Regions from separate parts of the Pan troglodytes genome. Here all the other regions are linked to region 2. A link is a contact called in public Hi-C data. All regions are on one chromosome and are shown on one strand. The core of a region is the stretch at or near the end of the contact, and the rest is flanking DNA. Distances in the headings are between cores, read along the strand shown.

The links. Hi-C and Micro-C count contacts between places; a contact is called where the count stands out from the background.
Region 1: a contact with region 2 is called in a Hi-C map of stem cell-derived neural progenitor cells, with 4 times the contacts expected there. The contact joins two enhancer-like sites. A contact is called at or near these places in 2 of 7 Hi-C or Micro-C datasets (blood and stem cell-derived neural progenitor cells) and 1 of 1 datasets of contacts at active chromatin or transcription factors (stem cell-derived excitatory neurons).
Region 3: a Hi-C map of stem cell-derived neural progenitor cells shows a contact between it and region 2, with 2.5 times the contacts expected there. The contact joins two enhancer-like sites. A contact is called at or near these places in 1 of 7 Hi-C or Micro-C datasets (stem cell-derived neural progenitor cells) and 1 of 1 datasets of contacts at active chromatin or transcription factors (stem cell-derived excitatory neurons).

The regions. Positions count from the first base shown.
Region 1 is chr9:132,826,931-132,829,630 of NHGRI_mPanTro3-v2.0_pri, reverse strand. The region is part of intron 8 of SNX19 (sorting nexin 19); the gene reads left to right. Among named protein-coding and RNA genes, the nearest start is that of SNX19, 19 kb to the left of the region's middle. Within about 2 kb of position 1,405, at least 9 of the 24 cell types and tissues checked have an H3K27ac peak or open chromatin away from gene starts, as enhancers often do. A contact at or near this core is called in stem cell-derived neural progenitor cells, where this site is marked.
Region 2 is chr9:132,364,091-132,366,790 of NHGRI_mPanTro3-v2.0_pri, reverse strand. No RefSeq gene overlaps it. Among named protein-coding and RNA genes, the nearest start is that of ADAMTS8, 6.5 kb to the right of the region's middle. Within about 2 kb of position 1,425, at least 6 of the 24 cell types and tissues checked have an H3K27ac peak or open chromatin away from gene starts, as enhancers often do. A contact at or near this core is called in stem cell-derived neural progenitor cells, where this site is marked.
Region 3 is chr9:132,756,958-132,759,657 of NHGRI_mPanTro3-v2.0_pri, reverse strand. No RefSeq gene overlaps it. Among named protein-coding and RNA genes, the nearest start is that of SNX19, 89 kb to the left of the region's middle. Within about 2 kb of position 1,432, at least 3 of the 24 cell types and tissues checked have an H3K27ac peak or open chromatin away from gene starts, as enhancers often do. A contact at or near this core is called in stem cell-derived neural progenitor cells, where this site is marked.

The sequences.
Region 1 (2,700 bases), core at 156-2,655, 460 kb before region 2:
TTCCTGCAAGCACCCTGTGCATTATAGACATGGAGCTAACACATTTTAGCATTCAGAGTGTAAACGTTGGTAATCTCGTCAGCATCAGCACATTTGCTGTCCAGCAAATGTTTATCGAGAGTTGACTTAGTGCAAATACTGTACTGAACACTGTATGCACATGCTGTTCAAAAGCCGCAGTTACTTTTGCACCAACTTAATACCATTTAATTCCTCCAAGTCCTGCGAAAGCGGTATTATGACCCTCATTTTAAAGACAAGGAAACTAAGGTTTATAAAGAATGTGGGTTATCTAGTCAAAATCACAGGGTTAATAAATATCACAAGCAGAATTTGAACCCAGGTTTTTCTGATTTATAGCTGTGATGATTGTCTAAATTTCAGGATCAGATCTTTGCCCTGCAATTCAGCAGGATAAAAGCCAACCCAAAAATCTCTGTCTCCAAGTACTGGAGATTATCAGGCAGTTTGTAGAATCCAAACTGCATCTCCGTATCTACACACTTGCAGCTAACCTAAGGGCAGTCCTGCAGTCTAAAGACAGCCCATGTTACTATCCCTGGGACAGTTGCAGGTTTTAATTTTAAAAAGTGGTGTATGCATTGCTGCATGCTTCAGCTTTATTTGCTTTGGTAAGCCAATATGCTGGAAACTTGACATCTCCAGAGCTGCAGCACCTCTCCACTGTACCCCCTGCATCTCCCACAAGAGGCATGATATGAGGTCCCGTTGCCTCCCATCCCCATGACTGCTGCCTAGGAGGCTACATGTTTGTCCTCCCTGAAACCACGGGTAGCTGAGCCATATGCTTTTGCAGGGTACTTGGGTTCTCTTCCTTTAAGTTCCGTGCTTAAAAGAGCAGGATAGTTGGTGTTGGTGCCACACGTGGTACTGCCACTTCTCTAGTTATTTAGAACTCACTGCAGTTTGACCATCAGGGATGCTATAGTCACCAGATTTGAGTGCATCTCCTCCTTAAAATGTCCTCATGTTCCAACCTCCAGTATTATTATCCCCAAGCAGGCAAGTTTATTCCTCTGCTTCCAACTTTGTGTACCCATCTTGCAACTTTAAAAGACCTGTGTACATTACTGCCTTGGACGCCATAGACTTCTGTCAAATTATAAGCACACTCTCTATCCTGCAAAGGAAAAAAAAAAAAACAGAGTAAGTTCGACTTCATAACCCCTCCTTCTAAGCCAAAGTTGGAAGAGCTCTGATCTGAGCCAGGCTTATAAATCTCCATTGATTGTTGATGATGTGGAGAGAAGTGGGAGGGGAGCTGAAGAGAAGTTAGATGCCCAAAAAAGGCATTGTTAAGTCAAAGGGAAGTCTTGCATGCATGTGCGCCTAAGCTCATGTGTCAGCTTCTGTGCTGGGAACATCCAATTATGTAACAAGAAGCACTCCTTATTTGGAATGAGAGACAAAGGGAGGGGAAGGGGAGAGCGGGTAGCAGTCTGAGCCAAGGAGCAAATCCGGCTTGTGCAAACTCTGCTCATGCCCGAAAACAGAAGAAACTTGAAAATATCTCTGCAAACATCAGAATCAGATTTAGCAAACTGGGCAAGTACTCAGAGTTAGACTGGGTTGGAGGGAAAGAGGAGAGATACACTGTGCTGCATTGATGGTAGGGGGTTTGGGGCAGGAAGATCCAGCCAAGGTAAGGGGTAGGATTGGTGTGGAGTCCTGATGGAAAGTGAAGGAATGAGAAGAAGCTGGACCGGCGCCCTGCCTGGACACCCAGAGCAATGCCACGATAAAAATAGGAACCATGCCAGCAGCAGAATGCGTGAATGCCACGTCTGCGGCGCTGCCCTCCCCATGGCCCCAACGATGGCATCAGACCTGTGTCAAAAGGGCAGCAGACACATTCCTGGCATCTGCGTCAGGATTTCTCAGTTAAAGAGGGAGTGTGTGTGTGTGTCTGTGTGTGTGTGTGTGTAAGATAGAGACAGTGTGTGTGTGTGTGAGTGTTGGGGACATGTGGGAATGGAATGGCTTGGCAGAAAGCCGGGGGGAAAGGTTCTGGCAGAGGGGAGCGTGAAGTGTGTAAAGTTAGGAAGTATCCAGAGAGGAAGAAGAAAAGAAAGAGTGTGCAGGTTTAAGGAGTCCAACAAGCAGGGGACCCAGGAGAAACTTGATGGCAAGCTCTGGACCTTACACCAGACCTTGGAATCACTTTCTTAGAGAAGATGTCTCTCTCTAAACCATCTCCTAGGAAAGGCCAGGAGAGCTGCGGCAGAGTCTGGGAGCACTGGAGAGTGCTGTGCTGCAAGGCGCAACGTCCACCTCCCTAAGGACAGCTGGGAAAGGTTGACCATGAACCCTCTTGCTTCCACTGTTCTCTTAGAACGCTCCAGAATCAAGGTGCTTTCTGAGTGGAACTCTACTTCCAGGGCCTCTTTCTTGGTGGGCATGTCTAACTAGCAGGTGGATAACAGTTCTTTGTGACATTGGTTATTTCTTAAGAGAACCTCCAGGTCTGCCACCAAAAGGGCACGAGTAGTTGCAATGGGAAAGGAACTGACGCTTATTACAATATTAATACCAGGAAAGCAGCTATGTACTGTTTATGTTAATGTTCAATTCTATGAGATAGACATATAGTTCTACATTTCATAAGTGAAGAAAATTACATTCAGGTAAAATAACGTTCCCAAAATCATAAAAGTCGTAACAACCACGCCTTAAGTTTCC
Region 2 (2,700 bases), core at 176-2,675:
CCATCAGAAAAGTAAAAGGTTAGAGACAGGGATCTCCTAGGTTCCATTCCCCTCTACTGTCTACGTCTCTCTTTAAAGTTCTCTAATGCCAGTGAGCATGAGGAGACTCCAGACAGAGCGCCTGCCAGAGAGAATGCTCTGACAAAAAGAAAGAACTCCTGTAACCTCAGGAAGTGGGATCAACAGACAGCTGCACAATTTGCAATGGGGGTAGATATCTAAAAGTCAAAACAAAAACAAAACTCTGTGTTTCTTATCCAGAATCCAAATAATCCTCCACTACTCAAGACTATTTGAAGATTAGGCCCAGCAAGGTGGCACGTGCCTGTAGTCCCAGCTACTCCCAGTGTCTGTAGGCTGAGGCAGGAGGATCACTTGAGCCCAGGAGGGCAAGACCAGTCAGGGCAACGCAGTAAGACCCTTTCTTTAAATCAAGGATAAGTTTTAATTTTTTTTTAATTTTAAAGAACATTTTAAAATTAGAAGGGATGGGTCCTTCAAGGACCTATAATCTCCTGCCCAGTCCTGGTATTCTCTTTTATCACCCTGCAGGTACCCGTGACATTGCTTAAACACTTCCAGGAATGAAAAATATCTCCCTGCGCAAAGTTCTGCAGAGATGCAAGCAGGGACGGGTAGCATAGTTACTTAGGGGCCCTGGCATGTGTCACTGGACCCCAGCCAGATTGCTCCCTCATGCTGGAGCCACAGTGTCTGAAATTCTACTATTAGTCGTTTATTTCTTTTGCTTCCCTTTCCTCGGATCTCTTAAAATTCAAACATTTCTAGTAGTACTTGCTACCAAAACAAAGCGTTCATGACTTATTGGCTTCCCTCCTGTTCATGAGAACAGAAGGTCAGAGGAGAGCCCTAGGTGATTCTAAAAGAAGAGAGACCCTGAGGATGAGGCGAAAGGTGACAAGATACATTTTAAATACTTTGCACCAGGCCAGATGGGAATATATATGATGAGGATAGGATGATGATGATAGAAAACAATAAACATGCCTACTGTGTGCCAGGCAGGCTTCTTAGCACTTCAACTCTAACTCACTGTAAGCACATTTATAAGAACTGGGTAGTTTTTACAAGTTCCTTGTAAAAGGGACTTGTTACAATGGGACTTACATTGGGACTTGCTACAGTGACTTTCAATAAGCAGCTTATCTGCTCGGAGAATGATTTCTCTGAGCACCCCAGATCCTGAAGATCCTGGCTCCTTTCCTGCATTTCTCTTTTCTTTCCTTCTAAAACAAAGATAAATAAGTGTAGTTTTGCAAGTTTGTATAATACATTTACACATATTACATGTATATATAAACTCCGAAGTGGTTAAGTGGCTAGTGAGATGCATTGTTGAGGGCGTTTTCAGACCCTCTCCTTCCAGGACCCATAAAAGGTAAATATGCCAACACTCCCACCTGCTGGTTACAATCAATAGTGAAGATTTGGGAGAAATACATGTTTGCATTAATTAATCGGGGTGTACAGAAACCAAGCCGTCCTCATGATTAAGGTTGACCCCGGCCCTGGAGACATCTCAGCTTTGCAAGCTCTCCCAGCCTGTGAGATAATTAGAGTTGAGAGGCACTGGTGTCATGAAGAGCAGAAATCAAAGTGAAGAAACAAGAATAAATAGGAAGGAGAGACGCACGACTCACGCTAAACAAAGGAACAGGACAGCGCCTCCTTCAACTGGCTCCGGTGATTGGCTATGAGGAATTGCTCTGTGCTTAGATTTTTTGAACAACGTTGAAGGACTGTTTCCTTAGACTGGCATGACACGGTAGTGATGCCTAATTTTTTAGAAAGTTGCGAGACAGAGAGAGAGAGAGCGACCGAGAGCGAGCGACCGAGAGCGAGCGAGAGCGCAAGTTCCAACAGTGCCACCTCCTGGCCATAATGTGGTGAGACAGGCATGACCTATGTCGGTTCTCATGGTGGCAATTGTTACTGCTTATAATACTAAAATGTACAAGTAACTCTTACTGGCCAGGTACTGTAGTAAGCACAGATTATAATCATGGATGCATTCCACATGGAGTCTTGGGCAACCTTTTACGAGTTTCTTGCTAGACTCCTCCACAAGACTGTATCTTGGGAGAACGGGAACCATCTCTTTTGCAACTTTGGGAACCCAATACTTGGCAGTTAGTCACTAAAAATACAAATGGCAGGAACAGAAAGGGCTGTTTGTGAATTTGTTTCTCAGTGTATTAAAATCAATTAAAATCTCATTAGCAAGCAATACAATGTCAATATCGCAGTAAAGTTTCTGCTAAATCTGGCTTTCCCTGATATAGATCACAGAATTGGGAGCATGCCTGTTGAGACTGTGAACACCAGATGAAGGCAGGAAAAATAATCAGAGTAGCTAGCACTTTACAGGGAATTGAACTTAAAGTGGCCTCAGGGATATGATTTAATGATTTCCAGCCAGGCGTGGTGGCTCACATCTGTAATCCTAGCACTTTGGGAGGCGGAGGGCAGGAGTTCAAGACCAGCCTGGCCAACAGGGTGAAACCCCAACTCAACTAAAATTACAAAAATTAGCCAGGCATAGTGGTGGGTGCCTATAATCCCAGCTACTCAGGAGGCTGAGGCAGGAGTATTGCTTGAACCTGGGAGGCGGAGATTGCAGTGAGCCAAGACCATGCCACTGCACTCCAGCCTGGGTGACAGAGTAAGACTCTGTCTCAA
Region 3 (2,700 bases), core at 183-2,682, 390 kb before region 2:
CGCTCTTGACCATTGTCTGTATACTATGTGACAGTACTGTGCTGAGTTTTCTAAGGGAGTGAAAATACGTTTACGAAGTGGTCATTGCCCTTGGGGAATGTACCATCCTCAAGACTTAAGAATGCTCTCCAGGCTGGCCTGCACAAATTTCCTGCCCAACCTGAAGCTTTGACCTCTGTATACCTTGGGTCTTTGGACTTCAGTGCTATGGCCTAGCCATCATCAGCCAGCCCCTCTCCTTTCCCTACCCATTAAACCCCAAAAACTACTGAAATCAACCTTATAAACCTCAACCTGTTCTTCCAGGCAGGTCACCCAGAGCTCCTTCCTACCTTGACCATTACCCTGAAGTAACGGAAAGGATTATACAGCCCTTGCCTAGCTTCATGATAAAGATCTTGTGCAGAGGCCAGAGGACACCGCTGAGTTGGGCCCACTGCCTGGGCTCAATCCCCGCAGCCAAATGTGAACCAGGTCAAATAGCAGAGAAATGAGACACACTGAACGCCGGAGCCCATTTGGCCTAGCCCAGCCAGCAAGGTCACCCTCAGCTGTCGGCTTGCAAACAGGTCACTTGGCATTTTAGTGACTACCCTCACCTGCAGATTTGGGAGATGGCACTTGGCATTTGGTCTAGAAACTGATTTCTCTCGACCCCAAGAGCTGGCACAAAGTTTTATAAATGAGCAAAAGTCAAAGAGAAGATTTCATTAGGAACTTAAATGTGGAGGTTCCAGTCAGGGTTGCAGCAAACAGGGCCTGAAAGAGCACCAATGTCAGAGTGATGAAGATACAAAAAGAAAGCCTAAGAGGGATAGGAACGTTCTGGAGCTAGTGAGGGCTATCAGACACCATCGCAGAATGTTAACCAGTGACTGGATCTCCTTCCCTGGGGAGCCGTTAAAACACAGGTGCATTTTGAAGACAAGAGTTGGAGATGATCTGTCCATCCCACTGTTGACTTCTGGCTCTAGAGTCACCAAGAGTCTTTAGAGAGGGCCAGTGTCTTTGGTGCCTCTCCTTTGCCACAGCAACTGCCTGTGTCAGAGGTACTAGGGCATGGGGGCCTCTGAACAGCTTGTAACAGCACCTCGGCTCAGAGAGAAAGGGCTTCTTGTGGGGCATGATGTGGATGAGGATGGCAGGATAAATCAAAGGTGCCCCAAAGGACACCCCCTTTCCTGAAATCAGGCTTGGTTTTATAAACCTGTGAGGATTCCATTCTGTTCCAAGAGGGAAGCCAGGCGGGGCTGGCAGAAGCCCCCAGGGCGCGCAGAGCTGCAGCAGCCTCCAGCCTTGGGTTTCCAGAGTAGAGAGCAGGTAACATCCAGCCATTGTCCCCGCCTCCCTCCTTTGCAATGCCCCCATCCCTGACATCACAAGTGAAGGCCCAGAATCTGAGAGTTGCCTGGGTTATGGCAAGTTCCAGGAGGTGGCAGCCGCGTGTAGTCTGTGAGGAGGATCTGACTCACCCCCAGCGCCTCACCAAGGTCACTGTTGGTGACTGGGAGGTTTCCCACCCTGCCACCCCACCCCACCCCACGTCTGGCTGCTCAGGAGTCAGAGATAGCTTCATGGGCCATGGCTAACCCGAGACAGGCAGCACACCCATGTGTGCGGAGAGGGGCTCCAAGGCTGTGCTCTAGGGTGGCCATGAAGCTCAGCTGACTTCCAGAGAAACAGGCAGGAAGCAGGGGTTTCAGGGCACTGGGCCCACTGTTGCCAGCTCTGCTGTCCCAGGCATCACAAGCCTTGCTCCAGAGAACCTCAAAGCGCAGCCCTACATGATCTGAGTAATTTTAGCTTCCCCCCACACACCCTTCCCAAAGGGCAGGGTTACATAGTTCTTGTTACACACACTCACTGACATTTAATTCCTGCCTCTTCAAACCAAGACAGGAAAATAGTTAAATAATCATCAGAGTACCTTCTAAGAATGAACAATAAACTGGAGATAACACTACGCACTTCTCAGGAGCTCAGAGCTGTGCAGTTTCCCAGTGTATAAGGCACTGGGCCCTGTTTGCCCAGAGTTTCTAGGGTAAAATATTCGTGTGAAAAGGTGCCCAGGTCTGGCTTTTCAGAGGCAGCAAAGAAGGGAAGGGCCTTGGAAACATTTTTTCCCACACCACAAAAAATAATAATAATATGGGAAAGGAACACCCAAATTAAAAATAAGTGGTTTGTGGCTTTAAAAATAAAGTTTCTCGGTGTTTTACAGAATCATAAAGTATTAAAATTGGAAGGAGCATGGGATACCGTGCAGGCCCAGCTTCATGCAGTGCAGCCACCTCTTCTGTGCCATCACTAGCAGGTTGGTGCAGACACTGCTTGTCTGCCTCCAAGAACAGGGAGCTCATTACTATGTTTCATGTAATTTTTTCTTACAGTAAGCCCAAATTCCTTTTTCTATAACTTCCAGCAAGCATTGCAAACTGTGTCCTCTGGAGCCGCTATACATACCTCCACCGTGCCCCCTCTATGACCTCCTTCAGATCTTTGAAGATAGCTGTAGCATGCCCTGCAGTCCCAGCCTGCTTCTCGCCAGGCTACATTCATTGCTTTGTCAAACAACCTAATTCAGGAGGCCGTTGGCTGCCTGGGTCTTTTCCATGTTAGGGCAGGTTTGGCAGAGTGGCGGTTACTGCTGCTAGGCCTTCTGCAGCAGCATGCCTCCCCGCTTTCTGCTGTGCCCTGCAG